2 separate regions of the Columba livia genome follow, and region 2 is linked to region 1. The links are chromatin contacts, called in public Hi-C maps. All regions are on one chromosome and are shown on one strand. Each heading gives the region's core, a stretch centred on a gene start, on an enhancer-like site or on the middle of the called end of the contact. The rest is flanking DNA. Distances are from core to core; before and after follow the strand shown.

Region 1 (7,067 bases), core at 2,818-5,317:
CAAAGCCAGAGGGCTGCCTCCCTCCATCCCTTCTCCCTCTGGAGCACACAGAGGTCTGTGAAGAGCAGAGCCCGTTTCGCTGCCGGGCACTTAAATAACTCCTTGTTGTTCTGAGAAAGGCTTTCTCCATCCACCACTGCTTGACGGGGTGGGTACGGCCAAAAGATCAAATGGGTTTCAGCACCAGGTCTCACCATATAAAGAGCAAAGAAGTGTCCTGCCAGCTTGTCACCTTGCACTTTTATCCGCAAAATATTACCTTTCAAGGGAGTTCCCACGTGAGGAAAGAAATGTGAGACGGCCACTTCCCTCACCCACACCAATGATATAGATCAAGCACGGCTTAAAACACCTCCTCTCCCCTACCAGGTAACATGACCTGCATAGCTCCATCTACTGAAAACCACTTGATATCAGATTAAAAATCACATTTGTCTCCCTCTGCAGAGATCATCAGCGTTCACCATGGCCAAAGGGTGTTAGCAGTCCCGGTAAACCTTGTTTGATGCTCAGCTGCTGTAGGTTGCTCTGGGTGGGTGCCGTACCAGTGCAGACCAGGCAAAGCTCTGGTCCAGACCACCACTGCATCCAAACACATATTCGTTCTGCTTGTACAGCACAGTGAGACTCTGGTCTCTGACTGCAAGAAGGGCTCGGGCAAAAGTGATTTATGGATGGGCATCCAGAAGGAAAATCCTTTTCTCTTGTCTTAGGGTAGAACCTCTTAATTGCGTTTTTCAGAGACAGCGTCATATCAAAAAAACCCAACCAGTACATCAGAATTTTGAAAGGGTTCAGACATGATCAAAGGAATTATTTCACACAGACAGATTTATTCGGACATGTGTATGATGCGCCACTTCACTCAAATCCCAAGCTCCTCCATGTCGTTCTTTGTTGGACTGTCCCTCCTCACCCAGCACAGCAGCACACACTGACCCCAGGGACTCTGTGATTTATACCCCAGACAAGGACTTTTAACCCTGCCCAAGGCAAATCATGGCTCAAGCTCTTGAGCAAAGATTTCAGAGACAGAACAGAATGCTAAACCCTTTGCTAGGAAATACCATGTTAAGAAGAACTTTCATCATCTGCAGACCTCAATTTTCCTACCTGCAAGAGAAGGATGACAGTCTCTTGACTCCCTGGGTGTTGCTAGGATTAGACAGTGTTTGCTCAACAATAATGTAGATTTTGGTGTCTTGTGTTATTGCTACTGTCACATTATAGAAAGGTCAATGAACACATTCCAGTGAGTCAGAGCCTTCCCACAGCGTTAGCGAAGCCCTCAGAGCTTAGCCAGGCTCTGTATTTGGATAAAACCCACCACAATCCCACCCTGAAAAGATCCCAATGTACGTCAGCGTGGCAGCCCTTTCCTGTCACTGCCTCATCTCTACGTTTAGGATAAGAAGCACTTGGAGGATGACGCTGAAATTGGAGGGAAAGAAAACAAACCCAAACCACACATACGGGAGGGGAAAAAAAAGGTAAAAATAAACCAAACTTCCCTCAGAAAAACTCCGAGCGTTAGTGAGTGTCTATCCAGAGCCAGAAGGCAGGGAGAGAGGATGTGTGTTTAGGTAGAAATTAAACTGAACGTAGGGAAAAATGAGTCTCCCTCTTCTTCTTCTCCAATTAGAAACCTTCAGCGAGAACCTTTTGCCGGCCCAGCACCTCATGTACAACAGCAGCCATGTCACAAAACCTCCTTCATAAAGTACTTGGAAATATCGAGGACCTTATACATTCTCCAACAAAAATACTTTTTTTTCTGGGAAAAGCATTGATTCATTGATCCTACAGTTCTTACCTGGAAACCTCTAGCACTCCGTGAACCCAGGGAGGGCTGCCACGCGGGTTCTGAGCACACTGTCCCCTGGCTGGAGACACGCTGTTTCTTGGCTCTCCAGTGAGGTATGTGGCCTCGTGATCAGAAAGCCGCGCTAACCAGCCGTATCCCAAATTCTCCAGGCTCTCTGCCATGGAGCTGCGAGCCTGAAGTCCTGAGAACGCTGACTTTAAACCAACAACATACAAATCAAACTGCGGGTGGGTGACAGAATCTAACACACCGAAAGCAGAGTAAGGCCAGGCAAAGCTCTCAATGGGGACTTTCTGCTCACCCTTGGCCTTAAGTACTTGACCTCCCTGTGCAACACATCCACCCCATCTTCACTACCTCCCCTGTCACAATAGCTTTAGCACTCTGATTTACTTGCTGCAAACACCCTATATCCTGCAGCCCATAGCAGCGCTCCCCAAAACCCTCCCTCTTCCTATAATCCCCCCATGTCCTTACCTCTCCCACACCCTCACCTTCCCACCACACACTCCCACCGCTGACCAACACCGCAAATCACGGACACCCTAACCCAGCTACCACACACCAAGTGCTGTTTGGAAGTTCTTCTCTGCTACACATCTTCAGTATTGTGGCAGCTGATCCAAGATGACCCTCTGGCCAAGCGACATCCCTGTGCTGGGCAGGGGCACCAGTGTGAACACAGGACAAGATGCCAATTCTGGACCCAGGGCACAGGAGGCTGCTGAGACCAGAAGAACAACGTGCTCATCAGCACAACACAACAGGCAACGAGATGTTGTGCCGTGGACTGTGTGTTGCGGGGTCTGTGCTCCACTTGGAGCTTCCAGACGGCTGTTCAAGGAAATTGCCATCAATGTCAGCCGCACCACCGCTATTAGACATCTCATCTGTGTCCAGGCCCAGCTTGAACCCATTTAACTTGTAAGGGATAATGAGATAACAGCATGACATGCTGCAGCTGAAGGTTATTTAAACACCCATCTGGTACCTGTTATGCAGCATACATCCTATAGTTGTATAGGAAATATATGCCACCTCCCTCCCACATGGAAAGGAGAAGATCTATAGATGTGTCCCGTGCTACCCCTTCTTTTTGCATAGATGAGGTAATTCTCCTTCTCTCTGTTGTTTCTAGCATACTACTTTGCATTTCCTATCTGTGTTATGGGAGATGCGGTCTCTCCAAGGCTGGTGAGACCTTGTGAAAGGACACAAGACCACAATGAAATATTTACTAGGGACACCTCATTGCTCCCTTCACACATCAGTCAGAAGGAGCTCCACACCATCCAGGTTTGAAAGGGCGGACCACAAACAGTGAAGCCAATTCACCTTTTGCAAGACACAAGTCGGAACTACACTTTATCCCAGAGAGACTCAGGGGTGACAATGCATTTCAGACCTCATGGCATCACACCCCATTTCTGCAGAGGAACGGCCAAACATCTGCTGAAGCCTGTGAGGTGAGCAACGCATCTGCCTGCACCGTTAATTCAGATTTACAGAGAAGAGAAGCTGTAGACCCCAGCGAAACAGCTTCACCTCTGTATTCAAACTCTCTGTCCTTTCCAGGATGACTTTGGGTGTTCTCAGTCCCCCGCTGACATTGCCTGTGTGCCCTCGGCAGCCTGTGGTGTCCCCAGAAATCACGTTTCACAATACAAGCGCTCAGCTCTGCACATGTGTGCTCACCCCTCTCCAGTTCTAGGCACGACTCACGTTTCTGCACAAGTTGTTCTACCCTGTAAATCCTGGACTAAAACCTTTGTCCGACACCCCACCTAGTGTTCAGGACAGACAAACGCACAGACTGCTGCACCAAGGAAACACTTGTCCGGATGATTTCCAGCATATTTCCAGCAGCATTAAACCACCTTTGTAAAACTATCGTTTGAGTTGTCTCCAACGGAGCTCTGACAGAGTCCGGGCAACATGGGAACCTTCCTGGAAGCGATTTGGGCGTTTGTACATCGGAGACACCTTCTGTAGAGCCCTTGAACAGCCACACAGGGCACTGCGATAACTGTGGTACCGAGTAAGCAAAAGAGGGACGTATGTGTGTGATGAGAAACATTCCCAAACGAAGTATTACAAAGAGGAAAATGCGCCTATGACGTCATCCCCGCACCGCTGCATCACGGCCGGGCAACGTCATTAGCCAACGCCGCCCTTGCCCTTCACAAAGATGGCGGCGACGGCGGCTACGGGCGGGGCGGGGCGGGGCGGGCTAGGGGTGTGCCGGCGCGCGGCCGGAAGCCGTTCGCGCGCGGGGCCGCCATGCCGCGGGCGCTGGGGCTGCTCTGGCTGCTGCTGCCGGGGCTGGCGGCGCTGGAGCCGCTCAGCGTGGGCCTGGCCATCGGCGTGGCCTCGGCCCTCACCGGCTACTTGTCCCACCCCAACTTCTACTGCAGCTACGTGGAGTGCTGCCCCGGTGCCGGGCACCGCATCAACGCCACCGGTACGGCGGGGACGGGGGGGGCGCGCTGGGCTCGTCAACCCTGCCCGGGGCTCGGCCGGTAACCGGGCACTGCCCGGGCCGGCTCCCGGTGTGCCTGGCGGTGGCCGTGGTGGCCATACCAAGCTCTCGCGGTGTGTGGCCAGTGACCGGCACCCGTTGGTGGCCCCGCGATGCTGATCTCTCCCTCTCCCGCAGCGCTGAAGGCACAGCTGGACACCAAGCTCTTCGGGCAGCACCTGGCCAAGGACGTGGTGCTGAAGGCCGTGATGGGCTTCAGCAACAACCCCAGCCCCAAGAAGCCGCTGACGCTCTCGCTGCACGGCTGGGCCGGCACTGGCAAGAACTTCCTCAGCCAGATCCTGGCCGAGCGCGTCCACCCCGCCGGCCTGCGCAGCAAGTTCGTCCATCTCTTCCTGGCCACCCTGCACTTCCCCCACCATGAGCAAGTCAAGCTTTACAAGGTGAGGAGCGACACACGGGGTAATTCGGTCACCCCGAGTCCCCGAAACCCCTGGTACAGGGCTGTGTGAGTCCCCCAGACCCCGACAGCTGGGGCTGTACAGCTGGGTATTTCCAAAGTTGGTGCTGGGGAGAGATGGAGGAGGAAACGCTTTCAGAAAGTGAAAGAGAAAGGCACCAAAAGCCCGAGAAATCGAGAGTAATTTCTCCAGCGCGGGGCTCTCACTGATGCCACCTGCCGATCCCCGCGGCGCTTGCTGTTGGGAAAGAATCCCGACGTTAAAACCGCTCGTACGGGCCGGCTGGGCGGAGGTGTTTTCCATCCGCAGTGCTGTGTTTTTCGTTTGTGGCTGAAGCGGTGTTGATAACGCACCGCTGTTGTGGCTGTTACGGAACAGCGCTCGCACAGCCTCCAAACAGGCTTATTTTTCTCCACACACAGTGAGCAGGGATGGGCAAGAGATTGGGAGGGGACACAGGCAGGACAGCTGACCCAAACTGGCCAGAGGGATATTTATACTGTCACAATCAGCAATAAAAACTGGGGTAGAAGAAGACAAAAGATGGGGGTTTTGCCTTCTAAAGTGGCCGTTGCTCTAACACTGGCTGGGCATTGGTCTGCATGTGTCAAGGGTGTGAGTGATTCCCTTTGCTTGCATTTATTTTCCTCTTCACATCGCCTATCAAACTATATCTATATCCATTAATTTTCTCACTTTTATTCTTTGTCCTCTCTGCCCCATCTCGTTGCTGCGCTTGGCTGCTGGCCGGGTCAACCCACCACACACTATGCAATGAGAAAATATAGCCAGTATGAGATTTTTCAAGTGACTTCATTCCTGGACGTTGCAGGATTCTGATCGTCATGTTTTACTCTTTGAAGTTACACAAAACTCATGTTCTGATAGACGTGGTTTCTGCATGAAAGAGGAAACACTGATTTGTTTTTTTTCTTAAAAAGCAGCTTTCTCTTCTCCAAGATTTCCCATCTCAGTTTGGTTTTTGTGCCTTATTCCAGCAGGAAGTCTCATCTGTGAGCAGGAAAAGAATTCACATTTAAATTCAGTGTCACATTTTAAAGGGATCAGTCACAGATTTTACAGTTCTTTCTTCAGGAAAAAGTATAACCAGTGAGTGCGTGATGCTGACATTTGAAAGGGTGTCCCCACAGGCTGTCACATACAAATGTTTTGCAGCACATCCCCAAGAGACCTCGTTTTTCAGTGTTTTTTCAACCTCTTGTTCCAGGAACAACTGCAGAACTGGATTCGGGGCAACGTCAGTGTCTGTCCCCACTCTGTCTTCATTTTTGATGAGATGGACAAAATGCACCCAGGTCTCATTGACGCCATCAAGCCGTTCTTGGACTACTATGAGCAGGTTGATGGGGTGTCCTACAGGAAGGCCATCTTCATCTTCCTCAGGTCTGTAGCGCCTATTGCAGTCATTTTAAGATGTTGAGATTAACCTGGTTTTATGGTGCTAATGATGTTCCTGTGGGATCTCATTTGAAGAACCGCTCTGAAGTGGAGATGCTCTCTCTAAAGACAGAGGGGAGCAGCACTGTAAGGAATTGTGTGGCCTGTGGCTGTCGTGGAGCAGGTCTGATGTGATGAGGCTCCTGAGCCTGGTCCAGAGCACAGATTGTACGAGAGTTCACGTTTTGGGGAAGTTCTCTGGGATGGGTGCACCATGTCCTGAGTCTGGCTGGGATGGATTTAACTGTCTTCCCAGCAGCCAGTCTGGGGCTGTGTTTTGGATTTGTGGCTGAAACGGTGTTGATAACACACCGGTGTTTTGGCTGTTGCTTGCAAAGCCTCAAGGCTGCCTCTTTTTCCCATGCTGGGGTGGCCAAGAGGATGGGAGGGGACACAGCTGGGACAGCCGAACCAAACTGGCCAGGGGAATGTTCAATACAATGTCACACTCAGCAATAAAAAACGGGGTAGAGAAAGAAGGGGGGTTTCAGCTTCCAAAGGTGATGGTTCTTTGGAGACTGCCTGGGCATTGGTCTGACTGGGGGGCAGTGAGTGATTTCCTCAGCCTTCCTTGGGGTTTTTTCCTCCTCTTTTCATTGCCTATTAAATGGTCTTTATCTTGACCCACCAGTCTTCTCACTTTTATTCTTCCTATTTTCTCTTTCCACCCCGCTGAGGAGGAAAGGAGTAGGTGGCCGTGTAGGTGCTTGGCTGCTGCCAGGGCCAACCCCACACGTCCTGATGGCTATTTAAAGAACTGAAGGCTTGCCCTAAATTTTGGTTGACGGGTTTCTGCTTTGGTGATTTGTTTGACATCAAGATTAGCAATGTGTATAACGGTTAA
Region 2 (7,067 bases), core at 2,393-4,892, 210 kb before region 1:
TGTGGCAAGAGGTTGCAGTCAGACTGTCATAAGTTTTAAAGCGGTGTGAGTATTTGGCGTTTGCAGGCAGTGTCATCTGGATTTGCTCAGCCTGCCTGTCCGTGGTAATGATCAGAGGGTTTAACTGTGAAAACCTAAGGGTGACATCCTGCAAAGTAGTTTTTAATGAAAATTTCCCAGCCTTATTGTAAAAGCTGAGGAAGTAAAAGAGCTGGGAAGCAACAGTGAGGGGGTTTGTGCTCCTTCCAGAGAGCAGACAGCCCAGGAGTGGAGTTAGTGCTCGAGGCGGACACAGGGGAGACGGCAGCTGCCTTGTGTTCAGCCAGCAGCATTGCCAGATTGAAGAATGGAGACACCTCCACTTTCTAAACCTGCCTTCTGGCTTCTGAAGTTTTGGTCTCAAGCCACGCTGTCAAACTTCTTTCTGCAGCCACAAACTATATGAATGCGCATTTAAATTGTATTTTACATGGGAGCCCAGATTCTCATGCAGCTGCTCGCTTCCACTGGCTAGGGCATCATTAGTGCTCCAGATCTTATCTTCTTTTGGATAACTTAAGACTGAGTAACGTAAGGAAGAGCTTTTGAAAGCATTTGTCTAGCCTGGCACTGTCCCTGTGCGGCTCACGCCCTGCACCCCTGCTCGGGTGTATCCAGGGGAGTGGGAGGGAGGATTTGTTCTCACCCACATGGCTCCGGGGCTGGTACTTTTGATCTGCCAGAGCACTGATGACTGTGGTAAAGGTAACCCTGTGTAAAGGTCAATGCTGAAGATCTGCAGGTGGATTTAACACAGCTGTATTGGTGGTTAAAAATTAAAGGGAGCCCACATGGGACAAAGGACATGGCAGGGTTTGATTGTGAGAAAAAACTGTGAGTGGAGAGGCTGCTGACTTAAGTTTTCTAAACCATAAATCCAAAAGAGGGGACAGTCTCCCGCAGGAACAGATGGAGTGATGGTTCCTGCAGCAGCTTCCCCATCCCTTTTAACTGGTGAACTCCGAGGTCTTGCCGGTTGGTCTCTTTTACATGCCTGGGCTAGTTTTTGTGCCTCCTTTAACTGCACATACAATCTCAGCACCTTGTAGTCTTTAGTGTGTCAGATCCTCACAATGCGTCCAGCCAGCAATGTGGCCATCTCACAATAGAGATCTGTGCTAGAGCAAAGACCAGAACCTAGGTTTTTAGTCCCAGTTTAGTGCCTGAACCACTAGACTCTTTGATTTTCCTTCTTGATGAAATATTTAGTCTGGTGCAAGCAGGAGTCTCCTTACAGCCTGGCAGCCCTTCCTTATCTGTACAGCCCTCTTGCACAGCACAGACAGCTGTCAAACGTGGAGACCACATGCTAATTGCTCTCTTCCCCAGTCATCCTGAATGCCCTCCTCCCTGTCCAGCAGAGATGGCTCATCCCATGTGAAACCGAGGGGAAGGTAAAGAAAAGGACTTTACCTGAGCTGACCTTGTCGATCCTGAAAATCCTGCTTAGGTAAAACCACACCTGGGCTGGAGTGGACCACGACGGGCAGGCGATACTCCAGGTACGCGGTCTTCAGCCACCAGTCCGAGAGCTGGGACGGAGAAAGGCAACATGCAGCTACAGCATCTGCGGCTGTTTGACCCCAGCCCAGCTGAACGGCCTCAGCATCCTGCCCCCAGTTCCGCCCCACGCTTTGCAAACGGTTTGGGTTTGATATTGCACATGTGGAAGGGTAGAAGGATTTGAGAAAGGCAGGGTGGGCGCTTGGTGCAGGGCTTGAGTGGAGCATTTTCTTCAACTTTTGGGGGCAGCTGTGTGATGCTAATGGTTTAGAGGCTTCAGCAGCTACAGACAGAGTCCAGGACTCCCCATTCTGCTGTAAATCTCAACTCCTCCTGGTGAGGAGTTGGCACAGTTTGGGGAGGTCAGCAGCAGGCTCATCACAAAGGTGATGCCTTAAAAACACACATGCAGTGGATGCAGCCAGGACACTGGAGAGGTGGGCATCAAACCTCCACCCTCCCTGGGGCCAGCGTCCCAACCTACCCAGTTGTCTGTTTTCTTGGCTCTTCTCTCCAGGCCCTTCTGCAGCCTTTCCCCGACACCGCCCGGCTTGCGGAACTCGGCCACCAGCTCCTGCGTGTGGTTCAGCTCCTCCTCGCTGATGATGGGCTGCAGAGCCAGCAGGTAACGGTCCAGCGTTTGCTGGAGCGGCGGCACGGGGAGATGGGGCAGCGCTTCCTGATGAAGTTGGAATCTGCCCGGGATCTTGCCTAACGCTGCCGGCTTCAGCAGGCCATAGGGCCTGGCCTGCAAAGCACAGAGCAAATGTCGAGACACAACTTCCCCCCAGTGTGCAGGAGGCAACAACCTGGAGCTGGGAGTCTCCATCCCAGCCCCAATGAGGGTGCACAGGTGTTTCAGCATGGAAGCAGAGCACACGAAGCGCAAAGGCAAGGCGCAGGTCTACCGACTGCACGCTAGAGATGGCTGTAGGACATCCAGAAAAGCTGCAAAAAAGAAACTTGGTCCCCCAAGATACTGATTCTCAGCTCGTCAGAGGATGTACTGCGAGGATAACGATACATCTCCAACCCTCTGGACACCTTCCAGCTGAAAGTCCCCATGCATTTGACAAAGTCAAACGTTTCCATCGCATGGTAAGTGGGAAGAAAGTAAGTCATGACAGAAATATTCATCTTGCCTACTGTCAGAAGCTGTTTCACAGAACCCTTGAGCCAAATCAAACTACCCTTTGGGTTTTGAAGAGATAGGATTTAGAGAACAGCTCTTCTCTGACTGCCCAGGGATGGTACATTAGGCAAGGAAAGACTGGCTCTGGGGCAATGCTCCTTTATGCTGCTGAACCTCCCAGTTACTGGAGGACACAGCTATGTTAGAACCACCTCTGTCCAGTTGTACCAGTAAGGGACCGGCCAAGTCACAGGAGCCTTTGGAGAGGGAAGAGCAAAAGCTTTCTGGGAAACTCTGGGTGATGCCAACAAGCTCCTGGGGTCCGATGGGGTCATATGGGAATGAAAGCACCATTGCATTTTCCTTGGTGGAGAAATAAAATGGAGCAAACACCGTCACTAACCAGGAAATGAACCTGCCAGTTTTCCCCCCAAAAATCAACATTGTCTTGGGTGAACAGGGTTGGACATCCTTTGGCTTGAAGATGTTTAAATTACACTCTGAAGGTTTTCAGTTCCCTCTGCTCCCCCGCCTCTGTTGGATCTGCTGAATCAGACACTCTCCTACAGGATTCTGGACTTTGCAAAGCCAAAGAGAATGTGCCCTTTGATTTCCAAGGTAATGAGAAGATAGCTGTCCCCCCACCTCCTCCCAGGAGTTAAGCACAAAGAAAATAAGAGAGCAAGCTAAATCTGCAAGGTGACAAAGCCTCCGCATGGCACTGAGCCCTCAGAGAAGATGCTCTGTGCTCTTTGTAGGACCTGGTGAAAACTATGGGATCAAGGTCTGGAGAAGGAATGTTAAAAACAAGAGAAGGGAGAACTTCTGAAGCATGAAAAGAGAGTAGGGCTGGGGAGAAATGCAGGGTGTTAATCATGACAGCATGGGCATACCGTACCTTCTCTGCTTGCTTCTGTTTCCTATCCATGGCTGGGAGGACAGAAAAGAATGGAAACCTCTCCCTCGGCCTGTCTCGGTTTCCTCTTCCACCTGACAACGTGCTGCCCGCGCGGGGCGTCACCTCGTTAGCAAACTGTCACGTGGTTGCCCTGACCAGAGGGTCCAAGGCCAGACACAGGCCCCGGAGAGGCGGGGTGGAGATCGGACCATCAGGCTGCGCCACCTGACTGCCATGAAGGTGACATTCCGGGGAGCCCTCCCACGGCCACTGACCCTCAGCTCGGTGTCACCCGCTCAATCACTGGGCGTCCAGCCATGGCACAAGTGAAGGTGCTGGGGACATCGTCCCCTCAGCCTTCGCCTGGACTGTGAAACTACAGCAGCCATTGGGAAAAGCCTGAACATCTCTGTCTGGGCAGGAGGAACCCCAATTTATGAACTGGTGGTGACACCGTGGGCTGTCACCGTATGGGACAAGCTGCTGCAGGGAGCATTTCTGCAGAATATGGGGCATTTGCTCCCTTTGCTCAGGTAAAGGTGGCCAGAGGGTGGTGGATAAGGACAGTTCTCTTGCAGGAACAGGACAGTGACTCCACATCACTGGCGGTGATGTAGGATTAGTTGGAGATGGAAGAGAATTCAGTTTGGGGCTAAAGGTGCCGTCTTAACTGCCCTTAAGCCCCGTGCATATGTGGTTATTGTGGCAAGCTGAGACTTTGGGGAGTTTTGGTTGTCAGCCCTTAAAAAATAAAATAAATAGGTATCTCCAAAGCAGGATGACAACAGAACTGTGCAGTCACAAGGAATGTCACCCCCTCCTTTGTGTCTGTCTGGTCTATCGAAGGGCAGACAAGCACAGTCTTATACATGACTAACATCAAGTAGGATAATTTAAAACTGTTTCAGATTTTCCCTAAAATCCCAAACCAAATTAACTGAACACACTGCGTGTTACACATAGAGTGGATTTGTATCCTTCCTCTTTTACGTCCTCTGCTTGTCTGAGGTCAAACTCAAGTGTTTGGGGGGAGGCAGAGCAGCGATCGCGGCTGAACAGAGGAGGCAGCTGGCAGCGAGCAGAGCAAACCCTCCACCTTTCCCCTCAAACCCCGGGGGACGCGAACACCAGCAGAGCGTGCGGACGGGCCAGCTCGCTGGCGTCGCTCCCGTCCGCGTTCCAGCAGCAGATGACCTTTTCCAGAGGGAAATCCACCTGCAGGCTGGGGGGCTGGAGGAATTTCAGAGCAGGGTCTGATTCCCAGCAAGGGATCAGATGACAGAGGTTTGTCTTTTATTTTTAAATTTGAAGCCCAGAGAGACAACCAGCCCTGCCTGTGCCCTCAGTGGATCCATCACCGAGCTGCTGTCACCCCCTCCCCCGGCTCCGCCGGCGGTTGCAATGAACAGTTGCTAAGGTGCGGGGCTGACAGCTCTGCTGTGTGTGTGACCTTCCCTCTCTTTGCGGGGAATGCCGTGTTTTACAGGTGAAAGCCTCAGATGGCAGTTCCTTGGGCTTCCCTGCCCTGCGCAGCCATGGCTGGTGTCCATCACCCCCCAGCCCCGAGCTCCATCTCTGCTGAAGGAACCGAACCAGCCCGGAGCGCTGATTTCAGCCTCTCCCGGCTCCTCGCTGCCGGCCAAGCCCCGTCCGCCCTCTCGCACCCGGAGGCCCGCGGGGAGTCCCGGCACCGGCCCCGCCGCTCCCCCGGGCTGAGGGAGCGGGGCCGGACCCTGAGCGCTGCGGCGGAGCGGGGCTCCCACCGGCCCCTCCACACAGGCCCCCGGCAGGGCCGCCCCGGGGAGGCCCCGCGGCACAACCGCCCGTCACGCCGGGCCCAGGCCGCTGCTGGCCGCCCGTGGCTGCCCGGGCGCCGTGTGTCACCTGCCCGGCCCGGCCGCTGTCACCCCCCGGCGGGTGGCGCGGCCTACCCACCACCTCACCCCCCCAGCCCCGTCCTGGGCCCGCTAGAGGCTCCCCCCGCGGTGTCCCCGCGCTAGGAGCGCGGCCGGCACTCACCGCAGACCTCGCTATCAAGGCCAGCATGGCTCCGCTCGCTCCCCCGGCCGCCGCCCGCCGCAAGGACACCGGCGACACCGGGCGACACCGCCCGGCCGCCCCGCGCCGGCTGCTAGGGGGCGGGGCCGCCCCGCCGCCATCTTGGAGCGGGGCGAAGCCCGCACCGCCATCTTGGGGAAGGGCAGAGTCCCGCGGTGCGGGGGGGTTGCGCCCGGTTGGTGTCGGAGCGGGGATGCGGCTCCTCTATCCGCTGCCTTCTCCGGGAGCTGGTCAGAAGGGCCGCCCTGCTCGCCGGGTCGCGCCCCCTCTCTCGTCCGCACACACCCGCTCCTCGTGGCGCCGCAGCACCCCGCACAAACATGGCTGTCCTGCGGCGGCAGAGGAGGCCGTGCCCCGCACAAACATGGCGGCGCGAGCCACGACGGTGGCCGGGAGGAGCCGCGCCTCCCGCTGACAGCCTCAGGCACGACAAGGCCGGGCGCCGTGCCCTGCTCAAAGATGGCCGCCGGTGGCTTCGGCGTGTCCGGAGGTGAGAGGTGAGGGGTGGCGGCGGTGGCCGGGCTCCGAGAAGATGGCAGAGAGCGAGCGGCGGGCAGGTGAGGGGCCGGGGACGGCTCCGGGGCCTTCTGGGCTGGGGGCAGCGCCGGGGGCCCTTGAGCGGTGTCTCGGGGGCTGGGGTGGGGTGCTGGGCCTCACCCTTCACGGGGTCTCCGTCCGGGCGCTCCAGGCCCCGCGCTGCGGAGGCGGCGGCGGCGAGTGCCGGGGCCTGCGGGGCGGGAGGGGGGAAGAGGCTTTGCTGGGGTTACCAAGGGGCCCTGGAGCCCCCAATCCCCGGGCCCCCCACCAGCGGCCTCCCCGGGCTGGGCCCCGAGCTGCCGGCTCGGGGCTGGCCCCCGGGGCTGCACCCGCGGCGGGGACGGGCGGCCGGGGTTGGGGCTGCCCCGGCGGCCGGTTCTCTGGCAGCTGTAGCTCATTTTCCGTGGCTCCCTTGCCGAGGGGCGTGTTTGCTGGTGCAGAGTCCAGCTCTTGGCTGAGTTTGTTCTCCTCCTCACACCACAAGAGTAAGACTGTCCAAGTTTCACTTATAAACCTAACCCATTCTGCTTCCATCTCCATCACATTATTGGGTTTGGACATTCGCTTGTTTATTCATTTTATAGTCTGTAACCCCCAAACCTCACAGTGTTTCCTTCCTGGAGTATCCGTGTTCTCCCCCTCAAGAGGAAAAGCACAAAGCGCATGTCAGAAGAAGTGGTGGTTGAGAAACAAATGCAAAGAGGTGAAACAAGTTCTGCGGTGAGACAGATGTTGGGCAAACACCTGGATCCCCCGCCCTGGTCCGGGACACTGCCCTGGTCTATATGCGTGACCCATGTTAACGAACACGTCGGTGTTTGTCTTTTTGCACTGCTGCTCGGGAGTTTCTCATTGTGTCCATGTTATGAGTTATTTTAAAACAAGAGCTCCATTATTACA

What was found. Hi-C and Micro-C count contacts between places; a contact is called where the count stands out from the background.
Region 2: a contact with region 1 is called in a Hi-C map of liver, with 2.6 times the contacts expected there. The contact joins the promoter of CRAT here to the promoter of LOC102088842 in region 1. A contact is called at or near these places in 2 of 2 Hi-C or Micro-C datasets (crop and liver).

What each region holds. Positions count from the first base shown.
Region 1 is chr19:5,197,062-5,204,128 of bColLiv1.pat.W.v2, reverse strand. It overlaps LOC102088842 (torsin-1B), which reads left to right and starts at 4,067. Exons shown (of 5, transcript XM_065035233.1): 1 at 4,067-4,286; 2 at 4,482-4,747; 3 at 5,994-6,169. The coding sequence starts at 4,106.
Region 2 is chr19:5,402,187-5,409,253 of bColLiv1.pat.W.v2, reverse strand. CRAT (carnitine O-acetyltransferase) reads right to left here and starts at 3,642. Exons shown (of 14, transcript NM_001282839.1): 1 at 3,573-3,642; 2 at 2,027-2,290; 3 at 1,453-1,571. The coding sequence starts at 3,602. PTPA (protein phosphatase 2 phosphatase activator) reads left to right here and starts at 5,989. Exons shown (of 10, transcript XM_065035846.1): 1 at 5,989-6,187. The coding sequence starts at 6,163.